Linked DNA regions of Muntiacus reevesi: region 1 is linked to region 2. Evidence: chromatin contacts called from public Hi-C data. All regions are on one chromosome and are shown on one strand. The core of a region is the stretch at or near the end of the contact, and the rest is flanking DNA. Distances in the headings are between cores, read along the strand shown. Region 1 holds the start of VDAC2 (voltage dependent anion channel 2). Region 2 holds the start of KAT6B (lysine acetyltransferase 6B).

Region 1 (6,536 bases), core at 1,429-3,928, 330 kb before region 2:
TCTTACTTAGTAAACAGAATACCACAAGACTGTCTTTTTTGAATTTCTTGTGCAGGGCAAAACACATGAAAATCAGAAATCATATCTAAAGCCAAAATAAATCAAGATAAAATTCTTTTAAAATGAAATTATCTTCTTTAAAATAAAATGGGTAGACATCTTTCAGTTATGACTATTTTATGTGTTGAAAAGTTACATAGAAGTTTGTCACTACTTATCAAATACCTAACACTCACCACGCCGCTTTTAGGTTAGTAAATACCTAACACTCACCACACCGCTGCAGGACTTTGTTTTCACATCCAGTTTCACCAACCCAAAACCTTCAGGTAGAAAGCAAAAAAGAACAAAATGATACTTTTGCACAAAAAGATACACACCAATAGCTCACTCTACGTTAAAAAAAAAAAATCACATGTTTAGAGGAAGATAAATATGTGTTAATATACAGTATTTAAATGAAAACAATTTTAATTATTCTATAAACTAACATGTAAAGGACAGAACATCTCCAGGAAGCTTTGCCTAGTGTGTCGATGTGTATTTGGCACCCACCCTCAAAAAGGCTTTCAAATCATTTTTAATAAAGCACGTACTAAAGAAAGCTTTTCAAACCTAAATATCAGATCAGTCATTTTAACTTAAATACAAGAATTGTCAACAACTTATAATAATACAGGCATTTACAACATTTGTCCCAAAGGCATACCGCACTTTGGGATTAATATCTAAACTACTTCAAAAAAAGCTAAAAGGATAGGGACACTGAGGTATGGAACAAAATCTTCAAGAAAACCCAAATTTATTTGAAAAACCCCATAATCCTTTAGGAGTCACCACCATAAAAGCCAAAAACAGTAAAAAACATAATTCTAGTCAACCAAGACCTAAACTGTATCACTGAAAGTAAATAAAAGCATAAAAAATTTTTTTTCCTTAAAAATAAATTTCTTGAACTAAAGAATGAAAAAATGGAGAAAACTGGGATGAAGGGGGAATGTAGATTGTTACAGTACTCTTTCACCAGAAAAGTTATCTGAAGAAATTATTAATTTCACCAAGCAGTCCAAACTTACACATTTTCACTTCTAATCTAAAATTTTTTAAACAGTTCTTACCAAATCCTTTGTTGAAAATATCTCTGGCAGCTTTGCCAAGGTCAGCATATGATGGAGGAATACACATTGCTGGTGGGAAGAAACATTCCTGTGTTAACGTCCTTGTTCTCCCAGTCTGTCCAAAAACTAGCTTAGGACCCACTGCTATCATTAAATCCCAACAGGTCAACTTGGTTTTGAAACCACTAGAAGCTACAATAAAACTACAACAAAACTCCATGAGGGAGATATCAGCACCAAAGCGCTTATTTCTAAAATGGATAGTAACAGTTAAGTAACTATACAAACTTGGGAAACTCTCTCCAGACTTTCTATTCCTAAACTTACACAGTGCTTATAACTTCACTTCCTAGGATGGGATTAGTATAAAAAATCGAACACATACAGATATATACCTATACGTAAAGATATATCTGCCAAAATTCGCTGGAATGGGCCAATTTAACCAAATGAGATAAAATAAAATACTAAGACATGTCCCCTTCACTCCCCCATTCATCCTTTAGTATCCGCACTGAGGCCAAAACAATATTCTAGAATGGAAAGAGAAAAGAATTCATATTTGGGCAACCTAAACATTGGAACTTAAAAAAATGCAGCTATCCATGTTTAACTCAAGCGTCTGCATCAACTAAACATCCAATACACTTTAAACATATTAATATGACACTCAAGTAATCGGCCAATGCGATGAGGCTTAAGAGCAAGCAATCTGAGCTCGCCACACCAGCTCATTCATTCTACATAGCACGTCCACGCCCTTATGAGCACATGTAATGACCTTGCGCTCTCAGAAGGGGGGTTACTACTTCCTCTAAAAAAGTGACCGGCCCAATCCTTCAAAGGCTGAATCCGACAATTAATAATTTTGCTTCCGAGTTTAATCAAACGCACGTCCAAAAACTGAAGGTGAATGCGGCCACAGACCAACTCCCCATTCCTAGTCCCCCTATCCGAAATCCATGCCACTCACACCCTCCTCCGCAGAGTCAGGGAAGTCAGACAGCGGACTGGCTAACGAAAGGGGTGAGTTTACAAGCCCTTTGAAAGATACGAGGAAAAGAAGCTGAGGTTTTCTGGTCAACAGGCTTCGGCTGCCGGGACACCGCCGCCCCACCCCGCAGAGAACCCCACTAGACTTACGCCGCGCGCAGTTCTGTCCGTAGGTCGCCATGGCGAGGCCGAGGGGAGAGGTGATCTGAGGGAGGGACAAGAAGTGCGGTCAGCAGGGGTCAAAAGTGAATCGAGGGGCCAGAAGGGGGACTCAGACATCGGGAAGAGGGGCCGCGGGGCAGCGCGGCCATCTTAGGGAGTCAGGGCCGACCCCGAGTCCGACTCAGGCGTCCTGCTTGGCCGCCGGGGCCCAGGCCCAGGGTCCGAGTGAGGCGGGCGTGGTGGTACCTGGTGGTCTCCGGGGGGGAAGGGAAGGCGCCGCTGCCGCTCCGCTAGCAGCTGAGACCGCTCGGCTCGCTAGGCGTCGGGCTGCAGCTGCCGCGGCTGGAGGGCGAAGTGAAGGAGACACCGTTCCGCCCGCCGCAACCCTGTCCTCCCCCCGCCAGGACCCTGCCGCTACCCCTGGGGCTGCCCGCCGCGCCTGTCCCCGCAGCGCCGCCCGCTACTCACTCCAGCCTGCTCCGAAACGACCACGTGTCCCGAGCGCAGCCGTTCCCCTGGGCTGGGCCGCCTCGGTCCCTCGGCGGGGGCCGGAAAAATAGACGCTGCCGGACCTCGGGTCAGGCAGCGACGAGGGCAGCCCCAGAGGCGAAGGGGCGGGGAACGGCGGAGGCAGCGCGGGGGGGAACTCGCGGGCGGGGGATGGCGTGGAGGCCCCGCGCGCGTACGTCACGGGCGGGGCGGGGCGTCAGGCGCGTGCCTGCGCGGGGCTCGGCGCGCCTGGGCGCGGCTGCACACCCCCCGGTCACGTACATCTCTCCAACTCCCTTTCTCCCCTGGGGTTCGCACACCCTGCAGAGCCAATCCCCAGTCTAGGAAGGAGTCAGCTGAGCACTACCTCTTCTACACTGAGCGTGTGCAGCGTGCGCTTCTGAAAAACCCTGCCTGCCTCCCGACCCGGGGAGAAAGGAGTGAGCACAGGCGCCCCTCCTGCCCCTCGGGCGCTCCCTACATTGGTCCCGCCTCCCACCTCGTGTAATTGCCCTGCTGAGCGGGGCTCGACCTGAGAAGCTCTCTTGGGCTGCCCCTCCCTGAACAAACTTGAGCAAGTCTCGGGGTGCCCCGCCTTGCCTCGATCCCCCGCCCCCACCCGGGTTAAGGCCCTAGGGTTCCTTTTCTGCCGCTTATTTCCCGGTTAGAGGTACGATTGCCTTACACGCTCAGAGAACTGAAGATGTTTTAATGAGTCACTCCTGCTGGAAATTTTAGGAAACATGCTGACCAAGCATTAGAACGCCGCACTCAAGTTCACTGGGTGTGCAAGAAGAGTGGGAGAACCAAAGGAATAAGAAAAAATGAGCTGTCTAATGAGATGTAAGTAGAGTCAGTTTAGGCTTCGGAATCTATCGCAAATATCAGCAATTTATCCCCTCTGTACCCCTAGCTTCTTTTAAGCTTAAATGAGATGAAGTGGCCTTTAATAGCCATTAACAACCATAGACTATGAGCAAAGCCTTTTTTCCTTCCCGGACTCTGGCTCTGAAAGTCACCTCTGCTCAAATGCTGCCAAGGCCAAGGTTCCATATCCTCCTAAACCAGGAAAAAAGGATAATTAGATAGGCTTCCACAATGCAAACCTGAATAAAAAGCTACAGGCTGTTGGATTTCCCTCCGAGAGCAACCCCAGCCAGCAATCTTGCTTCGTCGTGGTCGGGATTACTCATTGTAAAGGGTTAGAAGAAGGTAAGAGTCTTTGCTGGTAAGAGTTCAAGCACTAGAAAAAATGAAGTGAAAGTCTTTCAGTCGTGTCCGACTCTTTGTGACCCCATGCACTGTATACTCCATGGAATTCTCCAGGCCAGAATACTGGACTGGGTAGCCTTTTCCTTCTCCAGGGGATCTTCTCAACCCAGAGGTTGAACCCAGGTCTCCCACATTGCCGGTAGATTCTTTACCAGCTGAGCCACAAGGGAAGCCCAAGCACCAGAAGCACTGGTTAATTCCTTCATTCAAGCACAAACAGGTTGGTCTGAAATCAGCCTGGTTCCACAAGGAATTGGTCTGTTCAGGCCATGTTTGATGCTACTGTGAGGCTCCTGGCAGAGAATGCCATCCCATCACAACTGCAGCATAATACACCACCTCCCAGAAAAACCTAGACTCTGCTCAGGTACCTTGGTTACTTGCAGTAGGACTTATTCACTCTGTGAACTGTCTAGCATTTATAACCCCCAAAGAATTTCACTGTGCCACAGAACATAGATCTGAGGCTTCACCCTCTACAACTCCAAGGAATGTACACAATACCTAATAACCAGGAGCAGAATCGGCAATTTATTTCAAAGTTGTATTCAGTAGATATGTCTGAGTGCTCACGTCCAAAGCTAATGAAGAAAACTGATAAAGACTGGCCAGGTTAAAAAAACTCAAGGGGGAGTACTTTCTTGGAAGCCTCAATGGGAGAGGGAGTGCTGAGTAGTATCACATCCTAAGGAGTGGTCAAGTGAGGTCAAGATTGACTATTAGTTACTATTACTGTGTAACCAATCACCCCAAAACTTAATAGCTTCAAACAACAAGCATTTTAGTATCTGAAACTTCCCATGGGTTAAAAATTAAGCTTAGCTGAGTAGTTCTGGCTCAGGGCCTCCCATAAGGTTTTAGCTGGGTCTAGTCATGTGAAGGGTTGACTGTTGCTATCGGATTGGCTTCCAAGGTGGCTCCCTCGCGTAGCTCTTGGTAAGAAGCCTCCGTTCCTCACCACGTGGCTATTTCCATAGAACGACTGCTTGAGTGTCTTCCTGACAAAGCTCCTGGTTCCTTCCAGAGCTGGTGATCCCAAAGAGAGACAAAACCCACAGTTTCTTACATGATCCCATCTCAGAAATCACACCGTCACTTCTGCCTTATTCTGTTTGTTAGAAGTGAGTTAACTAAGACTAGTCTACCCTCAAGGCAAGAGAAATTAGTCTCTTCCTTTTGAAAGTAGTATCAAAGAATTTGTGGATATATTTTAAACTATCATAGTCAACACTCTGGTCACATTACTTACATTTCTTCTACACAGAAAATACACTAACTCCCTCCTAAAACCTCCCTCAAATCTCCACATTCACAGTATCAGCAAGAGGCTTCTCTGGTGTAGTTTCTTTAAGTACAGCAGTTCCTATACAGTTCCCCTTAATCTGAAGATCTATGAACTAAAGAGAAGCTGCCTACTCCCACACATACACATATCCAACACACACAGAGTAGGTTAGGCACACAGAAACTGCTGAAGAAATCCCTGGTCAAAGCGGGGAAACAGGACATACAGTGGAGTCCACAGCAGTTCTGAAATCCCACTGGGCCAATCTTCAACATTCCTTTATTGCAACTCAGTCCTGTTCCTGACCGTGCCAGATGACGTCACATGGGGAGAGCCAGCCCTAGATACGCACTTTCTCTTCCTGCCCCAGGCTCTGCCCCACACTGAGGGTACACCCTAGCCTGTACACGCAAGCTCCATCCTCCCTCACATAGCTCACTCCTTGACCATCTCATAGCAGTGTGTCAGTGGCAGTTCAATTCATGCTCAGGAGAAACAACTCTGAGGACAAAGTCCATGCAGGCCCCAGAAGCAGTCCTAGGGCTGTTTCAGCAGGGAAAATTGAGATCTTCTGTATTCAGAGTTTGGTCCAGATATAAAGAGGGTGAGCATGGCTTTGATGGCTTTGATTGGCATGTTCCCTCGGCCCTGCAGACTCCTCACCCTGGAGGAATAGGCACAATCTGAGAAGGGTTAGAGTGTTGTTGTTGTTCAGTTGCTAAGTCATGTCTGACTGTGACCCCATGAACTGCAGTGTGCTAGGCTTCCCTGTCCTCCACTATCTCCTGGAGTTTGCTCAAACTTATGTCCATTGAGCCTGTGATGCTATTTAACCATCTTATCCTCTGCCACCCTCTTTTCCTTTTGCCTTCAATCTTCCCCAGCATCAGGGTCTTTTCCAATGAATTGGCTCTTTGAATCCAGTAGCCTAAGTATTGGAGCTTCAGCATTAGCATCAGTCCTTCCAATGAATATCCAGGGTTAATTTCCTTTAGGATTGACTGGTTTGGGTTAGAGTGGAGCCCCCTCAAGTATGAAGTTCAGGTTGGGGGCTCCTCTTGCTCAGGTTTAAGGGATAGGCACTGGGAATCTTTATGCAATTGAAACACACATTTATTGAGGTCAGACAAGTGAAAGAGACAGAAAGAACCCTAAGCTGTGATTATGGTTAGAATGTGGGATGTTGTAATGTGAGATTTAGCAGTGGAGCAGCCTGG
Region 2 (6,672 bases), core at 2,526-5,025:
CTAGAGAAAACCCACGAGCAGCCAAAAATAAAAATAAATAGAATTATTTTAAAAATGGCTACTTGGACATTTCAAAAAAAAAAAAAGAGTGAAACTAATGATAGAAAAATTGTGGAAGATTATGGGAGTCCCATGAAAAGCTGCTTAACAGCATTCTGGAAAAGCAAATTAAAGCGCTACAAGGAAGAAATCTCCGTTGCTCACACTTCTCCCATTCACTAGTCATTTACTATTCTACATGCGAAGACTGATCACTGTAGCTCACACATACCTGCTTTCATAAAACAATTCCTTTTCTCTCACTTGATACAAATACAGGGATCTGTATACAAGAACACTGAAACTATTGTACAGAGAACTAAGAGATGAAAAGTCACTTGTTAGGAACTCTGGCATTTAAAAAACCGTTATCGTTGGCTAAGTCTTCTTCTGACTGGTATTCAACAGTCCATGAAAGTTTCTGAAGTGCTTTATTTATCCAACTTCCTCAACTACCTTCCAATATTCACCTTATTTTACTTTCCCCTCCCCTGATGCCTTATATCTGACAGTTCCCACCTTATCTGCACAAGTAGTGTGAGAGATAAACATCTGGTGTAACAGCTAAGACATAACATTCACTCTACTCAAGAGGCCTGGGCTTGACTAGTAGGCAAAATTTCAACTGACCATGTCATCACCACCAGCCAGTCAGTCTCCTAAGTTCCTCCTTTAATGGTAAACCCTCCTTGTGTCTTTATCTTCTCTTTTTAACCATCACCATCTCAATCTTTGACCCTAAGTTCAAGTTCTCAGGTAAGAATCTTATCCTTTATTGAAAAATGCACTATCCTTTTCTTTTGAAAAAAAAAAAAAAAAATCCTGCCCAAATTCATTTTGATAAATGTGTGAAGAATTTATGAATAAAAGAATGGAGTGTTTTACTTCAAGATTACCCCAGAAAATCAATGTACTTTACTCACAGTCATACAAAACACACACACACACACACACACCTTTTTTGGAGTACCACAGAACTGGAACACTATCTCGGTGTAAGTTATTCCCATTAGCTACTCCCACCTCCTGTCCATATATCGACAGGTCTTCATATGCTCTTTACTTTGAATTTCCAGGTACCTCCACCCAAATCTTGGTTCACGGGTTCTCTTTTCCTATTTTCTGCATTTGTAATCTAGCCCCTCCTCTGCCTTTGCCCTTTGTCTCCTACCACTCCCTGCACTCAATTCAGACCAAAGTACTTACAAATTCAAAAATATGCAAACACAAGGAGTCTCTTTCTGAGACAGACATCCAGTTCCCCCTTTGCTGACTCCGGCACAAATTACACCCAAGAAATCCAAAGTGTGTGCCAAGTTGCGTACCCATGGGTTGTAGGCCACCAGCTCCTCTGTTCATGGAATTTCCCTTCCAGGCAAGAATACCGGAGTGGGATGCCATTTCCTACTCCAAGGGATCTTTTGGACCCAGGGATTAAACCTGTCCCCTACCCTCCTGCATTGACAGGTGAATTCTTTACCACTGAGCCACTTGGGAAGCCTCTAACAACCCTGTCTCCCACACTAACATCTTTCTTTGCCCATCTACCCTCCCGATTCAATCCAAATCACATTCGCCCAATCCCACGTACCTTTCTTCACACCTGTCACCTTTTCCCACCTCCTGAACCTCCTGACTCCTAACAGACTTTCTGTTAGATATATTTTGCGCAAGGGTCACCTCGGGGCAAAATATACGTAATAATTTAGAATATATCTAAATTCTAAGTAGGCTCCCTTGGCATTTAAGTTTGCTCTTCTGTCTTCCAGAAACTCTCCAAAGAATATCCGTTTCCCATCCCTCCATGTTTTTTCCAAGCTTCTATACCCCAAAGCTAACAAATCTTTCTATTCTAGCATGCCGATTCACCCATATACCTCCTTCCCCCCATTGTAAATGCACCTGACCCCCGTTTCCTCAAATACTTCCTCCAAACCAGCATCTACTCTGCACCGCTTTCTCAGCATTACTCCATATCCACCACACCCAAATCCATTCTTACTCTGCCCCCCTCCCCCGATATCTACAAGTTCAGCCTTCTGCACCGTTTCACTTGCCCCTCGGTCCTCCCTCTACATCTCCCCATCCTGCCCTCTCCTCACCCTCCCTGCTGCACCTGCTTGCACACCTCGTTTCCCCTCACACCCACCCCCTCCTTGGGAGTGTTCTTCCCAGACACTCACTGGCCCCCTACCGTTCCTAGTAGGTCCCTCCCACTCAGAAAACCCCTACGAGCCCTAGCCTTCCGACCACCCGAACCCCGCCCCCATCTCGATATCGCTCCGCCCCTCTACCCTCGAGCCCCGCCCCCTGCCCTGGAGGTCCCGCTGAGGGGCGGGGCCTGTCCCTCCTCCCCTTTCCCCCGCCCCCTACCGTCACGCTCAGGGGCAGCCTGACCCCGAGCGGCCCCGCGGTGACCCTCGCGCAGAGGCCTGTGGGAGGGGCGTCACAAGCCCCCTATTTCCCCCTCCCGCCCCCCTCCCGCCTAGTCTCCTCCCCCTGGGAACGCGCGGGGTGGGTGACAGACCTGGCCGCGCGCCACCGCCACAGCGCCTGCCGGGGGCGCTGCCGCTGCCTGAGAAAAAAGCCGCGGCTGCCGCCTGGAGGAGGTGCCGCCGCCTCCGCCACCGCTGCCGCCGCCGCCAGGGGTAGGAGCTAAGCCGCCGCCATTTTGTGTCCCCCTGTTGTTGTCGTTGACATGAATCCGACATGACACTGATTACAGCCCAATGGAGTCTCATTAAACCCGAGCCACGGTCCCGCCCCAGCGCTGCTCCATTGGACTAGACCGCAGACACTTAGGGCCACCCGTTGGCCTAGGAGTCTGTCCGTCACCCACACACTAACCACTCTGCAGCCCATTGGGGCAGGATCCTGCCGGTCATCTCGCCTCCGCATAGGCACACCCCTCGACCCATCAGCCCCCCCTCCGGTACCACCCCGGGGGAGGGCCCACTGCCAGTACCAATCAACAGACCGCCTGGCCCGCCTCTTCTGGGCACCTATTGGTCCAGCCTTTTTTCTCTCGCCCAGACACCGCGCCACCTCTACTTCCACCTACCCGCCCCCTCTACCTCTAGAAAAGGATTGGGTCTACTCGTAGGAGAGGTACTTGGCCTTATTGGCTGCAGACGACGTCAATCAGAGGGCCTTTTCCCTTCCCCCTCCCCCACTCAACCCCAAACCCCCTAGCCCGCAGCTAAAGTTTGTGTGAGAGCTGATCGCTGGCGGCGGCCGCAGGATTTAGGGGTGGGCGCGGGCGGGCGCGCGCGGGCGGGCACGCGAAGTTAAAATTCGAGGTTCTCAGTCGCCAGCTCCTGCGGTGGAGCGCGCGGACGGGCGCGCCGCCTGGAGCGTTCCATCCCGCCCCCTCCTCCACCTTCTCCCGTCCTGTCCCGGGCGACTACTCGCCCGCCCCCTGGCTCGCATCCTTACCCCCCACGCACCCCTACCCTGCAAGCCGAGGCCGGGTGCAAGCAGTATGATGTCGCTGCAGCCTCCTCGCCATCCCGTGCCGAGGGGGAGCAAGCCCTTACCCGCCGGGCGTGCACCCCCCGGCTCCACACTCGCCCGTGTCTGCAAGCACGTGCACCGTTCGCCGCTGCCTCCAGCCACCCCGGTCCCGGGCTAACCTCGCCTGCAGCCCGGCCAATCGCTTGCTGCCCTTTGTTGCTGCAGCCCGGGTCTCCCCGCTGCCTTCCTCAGCCTCCGCCTCGTCCTTTGCCAGCCGCCCGGGTCCGCAGCGCCGCGCTCCCCCCGCCCGGGACCCACCGCCGCCGCCTCCTTCTCCTCCTCCGCCTCCTCCTCCTCCTCGGCTCCGGGCTGCAGCGCACAGAGCCCGAGGCAGCGCCGCCCAGCCCCGCTCCCCCCGCGCCGCCAGCTAGCCCGCCCGGCCCGGCCGGGGGCGCAGCCTGGACCCCGCCCGCCCCAGTCCCCGCCCCGGGGGTACCTGCCTCCGCCCTGGGGGGGCTCCGCTTGCCGCCCTCGGGGGAGGGCGGGGATGCCGGTGTCCGCGGGAGGATGGGGACGCCTGGGCCGTTTGGGGCGGGGAGTGTGCCCGCCAGGGCTGGGACTTGAGAGGTGCGGTCCTCGCCAAAGCGCCCCCCCACCCCCCGCCGCCGTGGGCCCCAAACTTCGTCCTCCGCGGGGCCTTGTACCCTGGGCGGTCGCGGCAGTTTTGGGGTGGGGGATGCTTCGGGAGCTGTGTCTACCCTGATCAGGAGGAAGAGGGAGCAGTGACATTCAGCGACTGCGGACAGGGCACGGCGGCGGCATCCTTGGGTGGGAGTGGGGATGTCAGACGCCGCTGGAGGGGGAAGCTGCCCCTCAAGATGCCCTCTCCCGGTCTGCGAGGAGCTGGAGAGCTCTGAGCTGCGTTCTCAGTGCTTTCTTGGGCGATGCAGCCGGGTGGCAGAGGGGCTAGGGGCGGGGGTGGGGAGGCGGCTGGGGGGGCCCTTCCCCCTCTCTTCTAGCCAGCGCTCGAAGGAAGGCTGATGGCGAAGTTCGGTTTTCCAGGCTTCCCCTGGGCCCCCCGAGTTCCTGAGGCCCACAAGAGGGAGGCTGGGGGCTCATCTGGCCGCCCAGGCGAGGCCACTTTGACGCTGCCCACATGCCTCCCAGCGCCGTCCAGACTCTGAAGAGAGACCCTCGTTCTTCCCGGAGACCGGTGGGATGCTGACAGGGGAGACTTCAGAAAATAGTAAAAGTAGCCTTGAGAAATGGCTCCTAGAGAGTTTGAGTACGAAGTTTCCCTTCCGAGGCGCCATTTCTTCGTGAGGGGGAGGAGAACTATGACTTTGTAAAAGAACCAAGTTTCAGGCATGGTGGCCTAGGTGGAAAGCCACCTGTTGAGTCAAGTCTGCCCCAGGGCGGTCTTGGGCCCTGGCAGGGTGACACAAGGTACCAGGGAGAGGAGTCCCCGGCTTCCTGCCCTCGTTGACTCTAGCATCCTCATGGCAGTGACCCTGCAGCAGCAGCATCTTCAGCTCCGCATTAGCAACCACTGTGCAAGCTAGGTAGGTACTTTGTTAGAGCAACTTCTCTCAAACAAACAAAAGCAGCAGCACAGCGCAGTCATCGATTGCAGAGCTAAAACACACTTCACTTTTTTAAGATGGTTTGCTTCTCTAGGGTGTGAGCTGCCCCTACTTACATGCTTCTTGGCAGCAAGGTGAGAAAGAGCCAAGACAAAGGGTGCAGAGTTGGATGAAAGGACAGAAGAGGGGAGAGGGGGAGCAGAAGAGTTGTAATACTACACTCAAAACTGTCACCGGTTCCATTATAAATCCCTTTTATAGGTGTTTTATTACTTGGTTGTTAGTTTTTAAAACACAAACCTCTTTAGATTAAATCTTGGCATTCACAGGCTCAGCTTGGGGAAACAAAACACAGGGAAAGCTCTCGGCTTGGCTACTTTTGAGTTACATTACTGATAAAACAAACAAACAGCAGGTTGGGTTTCCTCATAGCCTCTCTCTACCTCTTTTATTTAGTATCTTCAGTAGCCGGCTCAAGGTGAATTTTTACAAGCCATTAGTTTATAATTCAGTCTACTTCATTTAGGTATTTCAAAGAGAAGGACATTTATAAGGTATGCTTTTTTTTATAATGCAGGTGCTGGGATTTTTATTCTCCAAGAAATTACTAAGTAAATCTAAGAATCCTGGCACACACTTAAGCCTTTATGTTCTGTTTTTGTTTTTTCCCCGTGGTCTGCCCAGATGTACTTTTATTTTGTAACTTAGATTTGAGCCTCCCAGCCTGCATTTTATCTCAAGCAATAAAAATAAACCATGTCTTAATTAAAAACAAGTTTCAAAACCCCAAATCAGTACAAACTAAAGTATGCTAAAGAAGCAACCAAAGACAATTAAAGCCAAAAGTCCACATTTAAGATGTCTTCAGCCAATGAATCGTGGGAGATTTATGAGCATCTAACACTTGTTATCACTAATGAGTTAGCCAGATGGATTTCTAGTGCATCAAGACCTGAACAGACACCTTAGACAGAAAAGGGTCTCATTTGCCTAAACTTGTGCTCCTGTAACTCCAGGAGCTGGCAAACACAGAAGATGGAAGTATCTTTACCCAACAAATTGATGTGTTTTTTTTTTTTTGTTTGTTTGTTTTTTTAGGTTCTTTTCTTAATATAGTTCTCTAGCCGGGCATGGCAAGGAAAGGGACTGTGTTGCTTTCCCAATGATACTCCCCTCTAAGGTTACTTGTCCTTTGAGAAATTCTGGCTCTTCAGATAAGTGGGACTGGAAAGGATAACAGAGTCACAGCCAGAGATACATACTTCATGCTTCCTCTAAACCTCTCTTTATCTATAGTATCTCAAAGCCTCAGCTGAGCTGAACAGCTCAATTAAGATGTTAACCTAGAAATAACTTGAAAACCAAGCACGGTGCAAAATTTGCAAGCTGACTGGACTGAAGGATTATGAATCCAGGGGCCCATCTGATGAGTCCTCCTCCCTTCCCCAAAAGAGCTGCCAGTGGGCGCCACTGACCAGACCTGCTCAGTGTGGCCCACAGATCAGCAACATCAGAATGATCTGGGAATGAGTGCTTAAAACACAGATTCTTTGGCCCAACCCCAGATTCTGATTCAGTAGGTCTACAGTGAGTCTCC

The links. A called contact is a pair of places that touch in the nucleus more often than the background predicts.
Region 1: a contact with region 2 is called in a Hi-C map of muscle, with 5 times the contacts expected there. The contact joins the promoter of VDAC2 here to the promoter of KAT6B in region 2. A contact is called at or near these places in 2 of 3 Hi-C or Micro-C datasets (blood and muscle).

Annotation. Positions count from the first base shown.
Region 1 is chr2:110,078,313-110,084,848 of mMunRee1.1, reverse strand. VDAC2 (voltage dependent anion channel 2) reads right to left here and starts at 2,678. Exons shown (of 10, transcript XM_065922683.1): 1 at 2,520-2,678; 2 at 2,262-2,316; 3 at 1,119-1,187; 4 at 274-323. The coding sequence starts at 2,292.
Region 2 is chr2:109,753,680-109,760,351 of mMunRee1.1, reverse strand. KAT6B (lysine acetyltransferase 6B) reads right to left here and starts at 3,775. Exons shown (of 18, transcript XM_065922667.1): 1 at 3,672-3,775.